4 separate regions of the Mus musculus genome follow, and regions 1, 2 and 4 are each linked to region 3. The links are chromatin contacts, called in public HiChIP or PLAC-seq and promoter capture Hi-C maps. All regions are on one chromosome and are shown on one strand. The core of a region is the stretch at or near the end of the contact, and the rest is flanking DNA. Distances in the headings are between cores, read along the strand shown. Region 1 holds the start of Gins4 (GINS complex subunit 4 (Sld5 homolog)). Region 2 overlaps Zmat4 (zinc finger, matrin type 4). Region 3 holds the start of Zmat4 (zinc finger, matrin type 4). Region 4 overlaps Zmat4 (zinc finger, matrin type 4).

Region 1 (3,113 bases), core at 513-3,012, 430 kb before region 3:
ACTTAGGGGTGGGGCCTTGTGAGGTTCCCCATCCGTGTTGGAATGCCATTGTCATTCATTGTTTGGGTCCTGTCTAAGCAGCAATATTCCTGAGCTCTCATGGGCACAGCCTCCCTGACATATAGAGAGGATAACCCTGCAGCAGATGTCCTGGTCCTCTGTCTCTTCCTGCTCTCTCTTCTTTGGCGTTCCCTGAGCCTTGGTTGTAGGGGCTATGTTGTAGAGGTATCCACTGGAGGTGGGTACCCATGGTCAACTGTCCTCTAAAGAACACTCAATAGTATACGCCATGAATGTCCCAGAACTTATAGGGCAACACAGTGCATGCTTTTACTGCCAGCACACAGAGGGCAGAGGCAGGTGAACTCTGAGAGTTCAAGACCGGCCAGTGATGCATAGTGAGGCCCTATCTCAAAAACAAACTTAAAACAAACAAACAAAAAGCAAAAACAAAACCTAAAAAACCCCAAGCATGTTCAGAATTCCTAAACTACCCGAGGTTCATGAGAAGATATTATTGAAGGAGGAGGAGGAGGAGGAGGAGGAGGAAAAGAAGGAGGAGGGGAAGAAGAAGAAGAAGAAGAAGAAGAAGGAGAAGGAGAAGGAGAAGGAGAAAGAAGGAGAAGGAGAAGAAGAAGAAGAAGACGACGACGACAACAACAACTATGCAAGAAATAATCACTGCTATTATGACCAAAAGGGATGGCAATTTCTTGTTAGAGCAGATATCTTCCAATGGGGGAGGAAACAGAGGAAGAGACTACTATAGAGAAATGGCATGCTTCTCTACAGATCACACACATCTTTACGTCCTCAAAATAGCACAGCAGAGCATTGCTTTGTGAAACATTCTACTACATGTGTCCAAAGCCTACTTTTACTAGCCATCCTTGAAGACTGACAAGATGAGACTCCTAAAGAAGGCCCTGCTTTCTGGCTTCCTATTTTTATGCAGATGTTACAAACACTGCTCTTTGGAAACAAATCTTCTGTTTCCTTATTTTCTGAGCCGTGGTACTGCACACCTGGAGTAAGTTAAGAGCTAAGAACACGGGACATATTTGGGGTGCTTACCTGCTCCAGCTTTTCAATGAGCTCTGCAGGAGTTAGGACCATCTCCTCACTACCCCCATCAGAGTCCTGTCCGTGGAGATCCAGAACCTCCGTCATCGTTTCTCAACCGGGAACCTACACCTGAAAAATAAACCAACACCCTGAAAAGCTTCTCCCACTTACTTGCAAGAAAAGGCATTTAGGGACAAGTTTATTGGGGCTGAAGGGGGTGCACTGGCCAGGGATGGCGAAATCAGAGACTGATTTTTCAGTGTTGGGTTTAGTCCCTTGGTCGGTTTCTCTCCTAATCTTTCCCGCTGCATGGGCCTGGACCTGGGCAGATACCACACTAAACCGCAATGCTCCTTGTCGTCGCCAGGAGCAGCGTTTTGCCTCAGTGGCCCAGGAGCCCATTCGGTTCAAATGAGAAAAGTGCATCGTGTCAAGTGCTCGGCACATCGCGTCCTCAGCTGCAACTGACCCGGGGTCGCTTGGACACTCCAGCGCTCACCTCGCAGTTGGCACTCAAAGCGGCTACACGGCTCAGGGATCCCTCTTCCCTTCTCTCCTAGCCGGCACGCTCGGGGGACACCACGGACTGAGGCTCCCCGAGCGGTGGGCGCCGGAGATCGCGCGGAAAGCCCGCGGCCCACAGACCCGACCAGCAGCGGTACAGCTCCCGCGCTCCTTTCCCCAAACACAGCGTCGACAGGAAAACGTCTCCGCGCTGCGGGAGCACTAACCAATCAGGCCCAGGGGAAAGCGGACACACGCCCCTTGGCCCCGCCTACCCCGGGGCGGGCTCTTGCCGAGCTATAGAACATACTTCCGGAAGGCGGGGAAGGAGGCCGGGAGTGAAGTGCCGGGTGGCACCGTCTCGGGACGGCCACGTGGGGGCGTTCGGCTCACAGTAAGGAAACCAGGCAGCGCCGTCTTGTGGCGAATCGGTACAGGGCCCAGTTCCTTCCTTCCTTTAACATTTACTGTGTGTGGGTTGGTTCCATTGCCAAACCTGTTCACAGATTCATATATGTGTGTTGAAACTACATTTAAGAGACTCACTCCATTGTCCTTCCTTTACATTTTTTTTTTGCGCAGAGTTGTTCTCTAATGTTATTTGAGTTGTTCTTTTTGGTGATGAAAGAATGCCTACTGACTTTCTAGGATTCTACCTTTTTAGTGAGTGTGAATGCAATATACGCATGTGGTACATGCTCAGGTCACGATCGCATAGCAAGTGCTGTTACCCACTGAGCCCCCTTAAGATTATTTTTATAGATATATTTCCTTATTTTCATGTATGTTAGTATGTGTGCTTGCACATGAGTGTGGTGCCAGCTGAGGACAGAAGAATGCACTGGATCCTGATGGAGCTCATAACATGTGGTTATGAGCTGTTCCACATGGGTACCGACAACCAAACTCCAGTCCTCTGGTTTAGAGCAAGTGCTCTAAACCAATGAGCTATCTATCTCTCCAGCCCCTAGCCCCTTATATTTTTTAAGTGCCAAACTTCCTAATTAGCTTCAGAGATGGAATCAGATTGCAAATTTTTATAGTTTTATATACCTATAAATTATGCATCCTGACATATTACTACTTGAAAGAGTAAGAAATAACAGAGGATTGAGCCGGGTGTGGTGGCACAGGCCTCTAAGCCCAGCACTTGGGAGGCAGAGGCAGGTGGATTTCTGAGTTTGAGGCCAGCCTGGTCTACAGAGTGAGTTCCAGGACAGCCAAGGCTACACAGAGAAACCCTATCTCGAAAAACAAAAACAAAACCACAACAACAACAAAAAGAAATAACAGGACTAATAGAAAGTTATGGAAATTTGAATTTGTGGTAGCCTAAAGATTCTTGGTATTATACCTATTTTTTAAATTAAAATGATTTGTATAGATGGGAGCGGGGGAATGTGGTGCAGTGGTACAGTACAATCTTAGCATTTAACCTGGGTCCAGTCCCCAGCAACTAAGTAAAACAAAATCTCTTTCTACAGTTTATCACTGACGTACAAAAAATTTTCATTATTTATTTTTATTTGATACAGGGCCTCATC
Region 2 (3,281 bases), core at 156-2,655, 270 kb after region 3:
CACAGTGGTGACAGTAAAGGCCTCTTCTCCTTTGGATCATCCACAGGGTGTAGATCCATAGCTTGCTGAGGGATTCCTACATGATTGTCCTCCCCCATGCTCCCACACTCTCCATCCTTCATCCCTCTCATGCAGTCAGAACCATGGCAATAGAGTGGATGACTTAAAGGTTTCCGGCACCACATACTTGACAAATATTACTGTGTCAACAAATGTGTGTCTTTATTATGTTTAATCAATTAGAACAAATACACTGGTTTCTCCCTTATACTAATATTTTCTATCTGTGAGAGCAGTGTGCAGTTTAACTAGTTAAGCATCAGCAGAAAATGGGACCTTTAGGCAGATAGGATAATTATAGAACGCAATTCTAAATTGAATAGTAGAAGCGCTGAAGCAAATACTTAGCTTAGATTACACCTGGTTATTTTTGCATTATTATTTTTAATGTGTTTTGACACCTTAGCTGCAGCATGTAGGCTTCCTCTGATCTTCAGAGCCCACCTTCTGGGTTAGACAATTAAGCTATTTAAACGTCTTACATCCTGTCATAATTGTTGGTAGAAATGAGGTAGGAAAATATTATGATGTAGAAGAGATAATTTCCTTCATTCATTCATGCATGCATTCATTCATTTGTTCATTCAAACTTACTAAGTCTCTATTATGGGCAAAAAAAAAAAATTGTGCCTAATGTTATAAGGGAATACTAGATTGTTTATGACTCATTCTTTAATCTGAAAAGATTTAAAGTGTAGAAAGGAAAAACAAAACAAAACCTGACACCATTATTGAAATAGAATGCAAGATAAAGGAAACAAGAGTTTAAAAGACCTTAATCAGAATGGTTTTGGAATTTTAAAAAGAGAAAATGATTACTTGCCATCTGAGGTGAGCACCAGGAATATAGAAGTTGGCGATGAGGTCATTTAGAGCAGAGATGAACACAAGTGAAGGGGCAGGGAGATGGGGCGAGCAGAGCATCACTAGGAGTGAAGATGGGCAGGCCATCTAGATGAAATCAGGCTAGGAAACTGTGGAGAACCTTGCCAAGCTGTTTGTCAGGCAAAGATGGACCCTTTCTGCCCACTATGGTCATGCCCTTAGTCACAAACTGATCCGTGTCATCTATACATTAGGACTACCCAGCAGCGAGTTCGCTTGATTGGGGTCAGGAGATTCCAAAGGCCAGGAGACCCAAATCGGATGGATCTATAACTCCACTGAGGGTCTGCAGGGTACTGAGGTGTGGTACAGAGGAGGAAGAAGAAGTGCTCCTTCATGTGCACTTTGTGTGCCCCATGCCATCTTCATGAAAATGAGCCAAAGAGTTGGGTTCTCTAAACCTACAGGAAGAAAAGATTTAATGAGGAGCATGAGTAATAACTTAAGATTTCTGTTCAGCCTCAAATCCAGCAAGAAATCTGCTTGATGAACAGTCACAGTGGCCTATTTACACACCGTGGGCCAATGCTTTTCTTATCTGGGGCAGGGTTTGTCCATTATTTTTCCTAATGATGCTAATAAACGTATTGCCGTCTAAAAAAAAAAGTGTGGGTAACTCTTCATCTTCGCTGACTTAAGTCCCAGAAAAAGACGAGCGTGAATTTTAAAATGGCTTCAGTTTGGCACATCTGCTGCCAGCCAAGTATCCACAAACTAATTAAACAGGAACTGGGAACTACGAGATTCCTAGTTTTTGATACAGATGTTGCATCATAAACAGCCCTGAACTGATCTGGAGAGCATCTTATTTTTGTGAGATGTTGACTAAGAAAACGCAAAAAGCAGCAAAAAAATCACACAGATGTGTCCCCAGCCATGTGACTCCCTTTAGGGGCCGGCTGGGGCCACATGGGGGAAGTTGTAAATATGACATAAAGCTGCTGAACAGTTATTCTTCCTTATTCAGAGCTCCAAGATGTTCACTGGTACCGCCTGGAGGCCCCCATTGTTTGTTTTAAGGTTAAGATCTAGGATGGTATTTTGCAGAAATGCAGTACAATATTTTCCTAAGGTTATGGGAGGATATAACTGTCATGTTTGACTCTTAAGTCATTGTGGCTGTCAGTGGCATGCTTTGTGACAAAATAAGAGCTATAGAAACATTAAAACTGAGAGCGAAACCTATCCTTGAACAAATGGGAAGCTATTCTGTTTGTGTATAAAATTATAACTTTAAGTTTATGCAGAAAATAATCTTCAGTATCTTTTATGTTAAATTTTCTGTAGATGGGCACAGTAGGTGAGATTCGATAACACCGATTGTGGTGTAAGAAACAAAGTTAAGATTTGCTCAAAGTGACAAGGGGAACTGGGAGTAATAGAGGCAGGAGAAACTGTGAACAGGATGTGTTGTATGACAGAAGAATAAATAAGTAAATAAACAGATTTTCTCCAAGTACAGCATACCTATTGAGATGCTCGTTAACTATATTATTTTGCTTAATACTTAATGAGCAAGTATTCACCATGTAATAAATACCATGACAAAGCCCAGAACATAAAGATGGCATTGCTCTAGCTTATAAAGCAGACTTACTTCTTCTCCCAATAAGTCTGCAACATTGTGGTTTCTGTGGCAAGTGGAATTATGTGATAAGTGCTCTTAAAACTTACATCCTTGAAGATGGTACCAAAAACTCTCCAGTATGTTTGCTCATGATGAGGAACAGAGGTGGGAGGGAGGGAGGGAGGAAAGGAGGAAGGGAGGGGAAGAGAGACACATAGTCAATTGTTGATTTCATGATCTACATCTTTTTTTGTCAGATATATTCTCCTACTGGTAATTATCATTTCATGAATTTTCCCTCTCAAAGTAGTGGCTAGTAGTAGTAGTTGGGAGAGAAGCATGGTGATAGATTTGGCCTGGAACCCTCATGTGGCTGTGTGTCCTGGACCAACAGTGTTGCTTCAAACACTGGGGAATCTAACACCGTATTTTCTTTGTTATTATGAGTCACCTGAAAGAATGGTGTTCATTATTCACTGAACACTTACATTTTCAGTGCTGCAGTGTTGTTGATCCTGTTCAGCACTGGAGAGGTACTAGTGCTCCAGGCATGATCCTTGAGCTCCGCCAACTTCTAAGCAGCCAGAGTACATATGCTAATGTGATTTAAATATTTCGGAACCCCCATGACTTGTAAGTATAAGAAATGGAAAACCTTCTCCAGGGAGTCTAGCGAATCCAGTTTAACTTAAAAATTTACATCAGCACCAGTAGATTTTTCTCTAGAAATACGAAAATTGCTAGTGTCTTAGCAATAGGAATAATATTT
Region 3 (3,253 bases), core at 702-3,201:
AGATTTGTTGGGAATACACTTGATTAGAAACTGTCTATTCATGATTGTTACCAGGAGTGGGGAAACTCATACTATCATTACATGGCCTGGTGTGGATGAAGGGCTCAGGGGATTCTGAGGTTGCTAGGTGCATTGTCCGGAGAGGACTGTGTGTGCAAAGAGTGTGCCAATCACACCCTTACACATCGCTACAAGAAGGGAGGTATACTAGACCATTTCCTTAGCCTGCTTTAATAGCATCTCTATCCTCCCAGAGTTCAGTATTTAGGGCACCAGCATGCATGTGTGAGCTAGATGTCACACCACCAGGTGGAAGACACTATTCAGCTTGCTGCCCAGGCTGAGGAGGACAGCAGGATGGCAGCTGATCAGAGCCCAGAACATGTCGGGACAGGGCAGAACTGGATGCGTCCTTTCCAAAGAGGTAGAATCCCAGCTTGAGAAGCCCAAAGGGCTGGCTCTTATACCTGGAACTTGACTTTTTTTCTTTTCCTTTGAATTAATTTAATAAACAGTTCCCAGAAGCAAATCAAGAGCCTAGCACACAGCATGCAGGTACATGCTCTGCCCATGAGCTGCTCAGAGCCTTGCACACAGCGGGCAGGTATTGCTAAGCTCTGCCCATGAGCTGCCCTCTGCCTTGAAACTAGATTTTCTAAGACTTTTCTTTCAGAGGTTCTCCTTAATCATTTTTCATAACAGAGTCTATATCACATCTTTCTACACGGTGAACAGACGTGAAAGTGGAAAAGAGTAAAACCCTTCTTACTTCTGAGAGTGAAGCTGAACATTTACCAGATGTAGGAGGAAGGTCGGCTCTTTCTTCTTCTTCTTCTTCTTCTTCTTCTTCTTCTTCTTCTTCTTCTTCTTCTTCTTCTTCTTCTTCTTCTTCTTCTTCTTCTTCTTCTTCTTCTTCTCCTTCTCCTCCTCCTCCTCCTCCTCCTCCTCCTCCTCCTCCTCCTCCATCCTCCTCCTCCCTCCTCCTTCTTCCTTCTCTTCCTCCTTCTCTTCCTTCTCCTCCTTCCCTTTTGGCTGATAATTTGTGAGACTGCAATTAACAGAAGGAAGTAGGATAGAATAATGAAACAAACAAACAAACAAACACCAGGCTCATGGCAGGTGCTTAGATCCAACGTGCCTGCTCATTTGGGCCTCCCCTGGTGACCCCTGGTGAGACATCCCAGACTTTTGTGGACTTTGGAAACAGCTCCTTCCAGACCTCAGGTAGAGTTCCAAGGGAACTTGGGACCTCGGGTTGGGGCAGTTTGTCGACCTTTAGGGAAAAGGATTAGGCACACGAACAAGACAAAGCATATAATATGCCCCCTGAACAATTTGAAATGACCTTCAGATGACCTCCAAGGTGTAAAAGCATCGTTCTGTTTTTTCAGCCCTGAACCTTGTTCTGCTTTCTGGAGCCTTCTGACACTAACAGAAACCCCCCATTATGATTCCCACAAGCCTCAGGAATATTTATCAACAAGGGGGAGAAATGAGGAAATAAGGCCAGATAATTGTTGCAATGGGCTTTGTTTTGTGGAAGTTAAAATGCTGGACTAAGAACCTCAGTTCATATTCTCTCTCTCTCTCTCTCTCTCTCTCTCTCTCTCTCTCTCTCTCTCTCTCTCTTCCTCTCTCTCTTTCTCCTCGCACCTCCCACCCCGGTCTCTTTCTCGCCCACCCCCACCTTTTTCGACTGTCCTCCCCTCCCTTCTCTGGACTCCCAGTTCTGCCCCCCCTCCCCCCTCGACACCTGGCGGGAGGAGAACCTTACAGGTTGTCAATGAAACATGGAATTATTTCCTTTGATGGCTTAGATAATAGTAGAAGCCAAAGCAATGAGTGAGGTCGGCCGAGACCAATGCAGTCCTGCCCGGGACTGGAGAGCCAATCACAAGAGCAGGAGGCGGGGCGTCGGCGCCAGCAGATAATTGCTAAGTGCATCGCTAGCACAGTTGGTCCGAGCTGCTGAAAGGTCTGGTCGCAGAGACAGGAACGCAGCATCCTCAGCGTGCTCCATCCCGGCAGTGTCTTCCTGCGCTCCGCCGGGCGGCGAGCCTCCGGACGACAGCCCCTCTGCTTCTCGGAGAAGGTACCTTTATCTGTGTCCCGGGAGAGGGGGCTGCTTCCGCTCTGTTTTCGCTCGGGCTTGCAGTTAGCACAGGTGGAGGATTGCAGAGAGAAGAGAAAAGTTTAAGGGGAGGAAAGGTGGCCAAGGCGGAGACCCACTGTCTTTTGTTGGGAGGAAAACAAACCTACAATTTGGGAAAACTTCTGCACCGCCAAGAGCAAGGCTTGTTTACTACTCTTAATTAGCTGCGCTCAGGTTCATGGAAATGGGTCTGATTTGGGGCTAGAGGACCTGCAGGGTTATGTGTAGACTTAGGTTTGCTGGGTGATGAGGCTGGACCCCGGATTGGCCGCTTCCTGGGCCAGAATGATGCTGTGACCATATCCATGAGCTGGCTCCAGAAGCAAGCTTGGTTTGATTGGATTTTCTGCCATCGGGTCTGCCCTATCCGCTATACCTTGACCTGCCTTGCTCAAACTACTGTGACCTTCAATTCCTGTCCGTCCTCAAACTTTTCTCAGCTTCTCCTGGGCTACTTTTGCCCTCTCCATCTCCATCGGTCTTCACTGGTGAAAACAGAAATGTCGTAGGGTGTAGGAGCCTGTCCTGTTTGACCCTGTGAGCATCTATCTGCGCATCACCCAACTTAGTGAAAAAGAAACCCTTGCCGTTGACAAAGAAAGTACTTCCTTGATCAGCTCCTGAACACCCTGGAACACTTTCTTGATTTGTTGTGTCCCGAAAAACATCAGGGATGGAGCTGAATTTTATCCCGGGGTGCTTTACACTCCCATCAAAGAGAGGCCCAGGTCTGAGGTCCTGGCCACTCTGAAAGAGAGGCTGGTGGGAGGGGAAGCCACTGGCTGCTAGTCAGCTTAGGTGCTCAGGTGCATCTGTTCAGGTAGATGGTGCTGCAGTCTCTGTCCACACTGCTTCTGATAGTTGATCTTCAAGTAGAAACGCTCACCGTGGCCCTTGGTTGGTTCTTTAACATTCCACATTGTTGGGACTACAAGGGACTCGCTTGCACCGAGACACACTTCCCACCCTGGAGACTGAGGTCAATCCTCTCTGTCAACTTTTGCTACAGGGCAGTGCAAGGTAAGTGGCCACTGAGAAAGTGGCTGTCCCCAGTGGGGGTGAAGGTGACGGACGTGGCCTTGGACTCCCTGCTTTAACACA
Region 4 (3,477 bases), core at 552-3,051, 290 kb after region 3:
GGTTTGAATATGCTTGGCCCAGGGAGTGGCACTATTAGGAGGTATGTCCTTGTTGGAGTAGGTGTGATCTTGTTGGAGGAAATGTGTCACTGTGGGTGTGGGCAATGAGACCCTCCCCCTAACCACATGGAAGCCAGTCTTCTCCTAGTGGCCTTCAGGTGAAGATGTAGAACTCTCAGTTATTCCTGTACCATGTCTGTGTGAATGTTGCTGTGCTCCTGCCTTGATGATGATGGACTGAACCTCTGAACCTTGAAGCCAGTCACAATTAAATGTTGTCCTTATAAGAGTTGCCTTGGTCATGGTGTCTGTTCACAGCGTAAAGTCCTAACTAAGACAGGTTTGGTCTCCTGTTTAAGCAGACAGGCCTATTTTTCTCAGATGTAGATCAGACACAGTAGTACTGATGTAATTTCATATTTCACTAAGATTGAGATATGTCCTAAGGTATGAATTATTCCTTTGTCCCACTCTGGAGTCACTTAAGTGGCCCTCAATGTTACCATATTGACTGTTGTGACGCCAAGTTGCTTGTATTCAAGAAACCCTTATTTAACACTTCATAATTGCCCCAATGGACAAAGATAGCAATGCAGGCAATTCAAGTATGCCAAAGAAATTTCATACAATACTTCGACTGAAAAGGAAAAACTTTCAACTTCACAGAGGGGTAAAAGAATCACATGGCCGTTTTGCAAAGATCTATACCAAGAATGATCCATCAAAGAAATTATATATAGAGAAGAAATTCTAGGCCTTTTTTCTTCACCTCAAACTTTAATGTGTGGTATATGCTTAAAATACAAAAACCACTAAATTTGAGGTTGTCCTTACAGAGAACAGATAGAATATATAGGGTTTGGTACAATATGTAGTTTCAAAAATCCACTGGGGCATCTTATAACCTATCCCTCCCACCTACCTACCCCCACAATGGTTAAAGAGAAGTGACTGTATTTGACTATCCTAATACCTTTGTTTTAGCATCATATTAAAATGTTTTCTTTCTTTACCTCTTACACAAACATAATGTTTCTAAAATACAACAGAAGCAATGACAACAACATAAAGACAAAACAAGGAACACAACCTTGCTAACTTGTGGTAAGTTGAGCCTCTTATCTAGAAAAGCTATCTTCTCCCTTTTTCCTCATCCAAAGGAGATCTAAGGAAAGGCAAGAATTTTATAGGGCTTGCAGGAGGAACAGTGCCCTGTCTGTTAGAACGGGCCATGCTCACTTATATCCATACAGCTCTGAAAACTATAACATGCAACCATATTTGAGGCACATTGTTTCCAATTACCTAAGGAAATATTTAAAAGATACCAGTTTTCTCATCTGTCTGAGCCCCATCCAGCCACCTATCTGATTTCATGTTCTACATATACTCTTTGAGAATATAGTTATCAAGATGAACATGCATAAGTTTTGTTTTTGTTGGAATGTCTTTGAAACTAACTTGAGTGGAAGTTAGTTAGAGTGAACTTCTTGGTGGCTTCAGAATTCCAATACATTCTAAAAGAAGCAATAGGGACCAGCATTCCCAGTCTGCCTACCCAGGTCCATCCCCAGAGACTAGAATAGAAAAAAGTTCAAATGCACACTGCCCTTCGACTCTGTTTTCATTTTAAAAGTGAAGGTCAGAAAAGGACACATGGTTATACCGTCTTCCATCAAGTAACAGCAAACGGGTGGCATTAACTTCCACAGAAGAAATGCAAATGCTTAGGTCAACACTATGACAGAATGCCCTAGTGGCAGAAAACCAGAGTCCCCCCGAGACTCTCTTGCTAACAGTTGCTCAACTGTTATTGGTCAGCCACATCTCTATCTCAGGGAGAACAGTTTGTTGAGACAGGAAATTCTCAAGATAGCCTGTTTTGCTTGAGCAAGCAGTTCTGAGAGGAGGTTGTAATTTCTCAAGAATGTCTTAATATCCACACACCTTCCACAGCATTCTCAACTTCCCTATACCTAAGTCCCTTGCTCATTCTTATACATGTCCCGATTGCTCCTTCCCTGTCACACAAAGTACATCCCAGGGGAAGGTGGATACCCCTTGCTGTGCTAATAAACAACCTCATCTGTTAGATCAGATTGTAGACTTATTTTTGTCTTCTGTTTCTTTACTCTGTGCTCTGAAATCTAATATTTTAGTGCTAAAACTCTGGACAATTCTGGGGCCCTGGTGATGATTGCTGTCACCTCCAAGCCCTTCTTCTGGGACAATATTGACTTTCTCATCATCTCTTTGTATTCTTGGAACCTGTGTCTTTGGGAGCACAGACACTCTCAAGGCTCACTATATCCGCTAATTAAGTCACCAACTGTGATGTAAGACCCCTGGAACTCATGGTCTCTGCATCGATGAACAGTGGCAAGTCCCATGGACAGAACCTCCGGTCTAAGGACTTCACTGGCACTATGAATAAATCCAGGTTGTCCTCCTGGGAGAGGAATGGAATTGTTTTTATTCTCCTTTTATTTTTTAAACCTCTCTTCTCTTACTCTTCTTCCTTCTCAGAACTCATTTGATCTCCAGATAAAGAGGCCATTCTGCATTTATCTCCACAGAGGTGCCCCATCACATGTTGGGAAAATCCTGAGTTCCTCACCATTGGTCCAAAGACTCCAGGAGTTTCTTATAAGGATCCTTTTGTCCTTTGACTTTTCTGGAGTCTATGAACTGGGGGACATTGGCTCCTAAATACCAGGCACAATTTTGGTCAATTCTACCAGAGGGATCTTTGGCAGTGTATCTGACATTTATTCCTGACTTTCTTCCAAACCCACCATGTGATTAAACTGTCCATTCCAAAGGACACATCTTTAGCCTGTCTCAGGGCTAATGTAAAAGATCCATTTGTTTAGCTTTCAGTTCAGATTTGGCCTAAGTATTCATTGGATAATGACCCCGGCTCGCCCAAATTTAAAATATTTGATTTCCATATCTTAAATGATTTAACCAGCTTCGTCAAACAAGATGGAGACAGGTCTGAAGTTCTTCTACATCCCCTGCTATTCCCAGTTTCAGGCCTCTTCTCTATCTCTGTTCTCTCTCACTTCATTTCTGTACTTTCCCTTTCTCCAGCCCAAATTTGCAGATGACATCTCCAAGCTCTCTCACATGCTCATCTGGCCGATAAACTCCCTTCCTATCAACGCAGGGCACATTAGCTGTGTTAGCAAATGTTCCTCTGCTATTTCAGCCCATGTACTGGCTCTGGATGAGACTCGGCCTTCCTACTTCAGGATTACATTTATTCTCCCATCCCTGGTCTTGGATCAGGCTGGTTCCCTGATTCTACAACTGGGAAATGTATTGCCAAACAACTCAGTTCTTTCCCTGTCCTGGAATTGGCCTGGTAATGTTCGTTGGGAAGTTATTCTTCCACAGCTGTGAGACCTCAGGCTGTGTGATTCTAGCTCTTCTCTAAGCTGCTTGTGGACTTGGCTTCAGGAGCTGAGGCCCTGC

The links. Promoter capture Hi-C pulls out the DNA fragments that hold promoters and counts their contacts. HiChIP or PLAC-seq counts read pairs in DNA pulled down with a chosen protein or histone mark.
Region 1: a promoter capture Hi-C map of embryonic stem cells shows a contact between it and region 3, with 4 times the contacts expected there. The contact joins the promoter of Gins4 here to the promoter of Zmat4 in region 3. A contact is called at or near these places in 3 of 39 promoter capture datasets (embryonic stem cells, second pharyngeal arch cranial neural crest and stem cell-derived epiblast-like cells), 1 of 15 datasets of contacts at CTCF or cohesin (embryonic stem cells), 4 of 484 Hi-C or Micro-C datasets (all in embryonic stem cells) and 1 of 115 datasets of contacts at active chromatin or transcription factors (embryonic stem cells).
Region 2: an H3K27ac HiChIP or PLAC-seq map of SST interneurons shows a contact between it and region 3, with 3 times the contacts expected there. The contact joins the enhancer-like site here to the promoter of Zmat4 in region 3. A contact is called at or near these places in 2 of 484 Hi-C or Micro-C datasets (the C10 cell line and nephron progenitors), 2 of 115 datasets of contacts at active chromatin or transcription factors (SST interneurons and embryonic midbrain) and 1 of 9 other capture datasets (liver).
Region 4: a contact with region 3 is called in an H3K27ac HiChIP or PLAC-seq map of VIP interneurons, with 2.5 times the contacts expected there. The contact joins the enhancer-like site here to the promoter of Zmat4 in region 3. A contact is called at or near these places in 1 of 15 datasets of contacts at CTCF or cohesin (pro-B cells), 2 of 484 Hi-C or Micro-C datasets (the C10 cell line and nephron progenitors) and 3 of 115 datasets of contacts at active chromatin or transcription factors (VIP interneurons, embryonic midbrain and large pre-B cells).

What each region holds. Positions count from the first base shown.
Region 1 is chr8:23,235,906-23,239,018 of GRCm38.p6, forward strand. Gins4 (GINS complex subunit 4 (Sld5 homolog)) reads right to left here and starts at 1,763. Exons shown (of 8, transcript NM_024240.6): 1 at 1,565-1,763; 2 at 1,075-1,194. The coding sequence starts at 1,170. Gm39141 (a long non-coding RNA gene) reads left to right here and starts at 1,875. Exons shown (of 3, transcript XR_870246.2): 1 at 1,875-1,963.
Region 2 is chr8:23,938,971-23,942,251 of GRCm38.p6, forward strand. All of the region lies in intron 5 of Zmat4 (zinc finger, matrin type 4), which reads left to right. Among named protein-coding and RNA genes, the nearest start is that of Gm51564, 100 kb to the right of the region's middle. Within about 2 kb of position 1,406, at least 3 of the 459 cell types and tissues checked have an H3K27ac peak or open chromatin away from gene starts, as enhancers often do. A contact at or near this core is called in SST interneurons, where this site is marked.
Region 3 is chr8:23,667,710-23,670,962 of GRCm38.p6, forward strand. Zmat4 (zinc finger, matrin type 4) reads left to right here and starts at 1,952. Exons shown (of 7, transcript NM_177086.4): 1 at 1,952-2,092.
Region 4 is chr8:23,955,115-23,958,591 of GRCm38.p6, forward strand. All of the region lies in intron 5 of Zmat4 (zinc finger, matrin type 4), which reads left to right. Among named protein-coding and RNA genes, the nearest start is that of Gm51564, 89 kb to the right of the region's middle. Within about 2 kb of position 1,802, at least 11 of the 459 cell types and tissues checked have an H3K27ac peak or open chromatin away from gene starts, as enhancers often do. A contact at or near this core is called in pro-B cells, where this site is marked.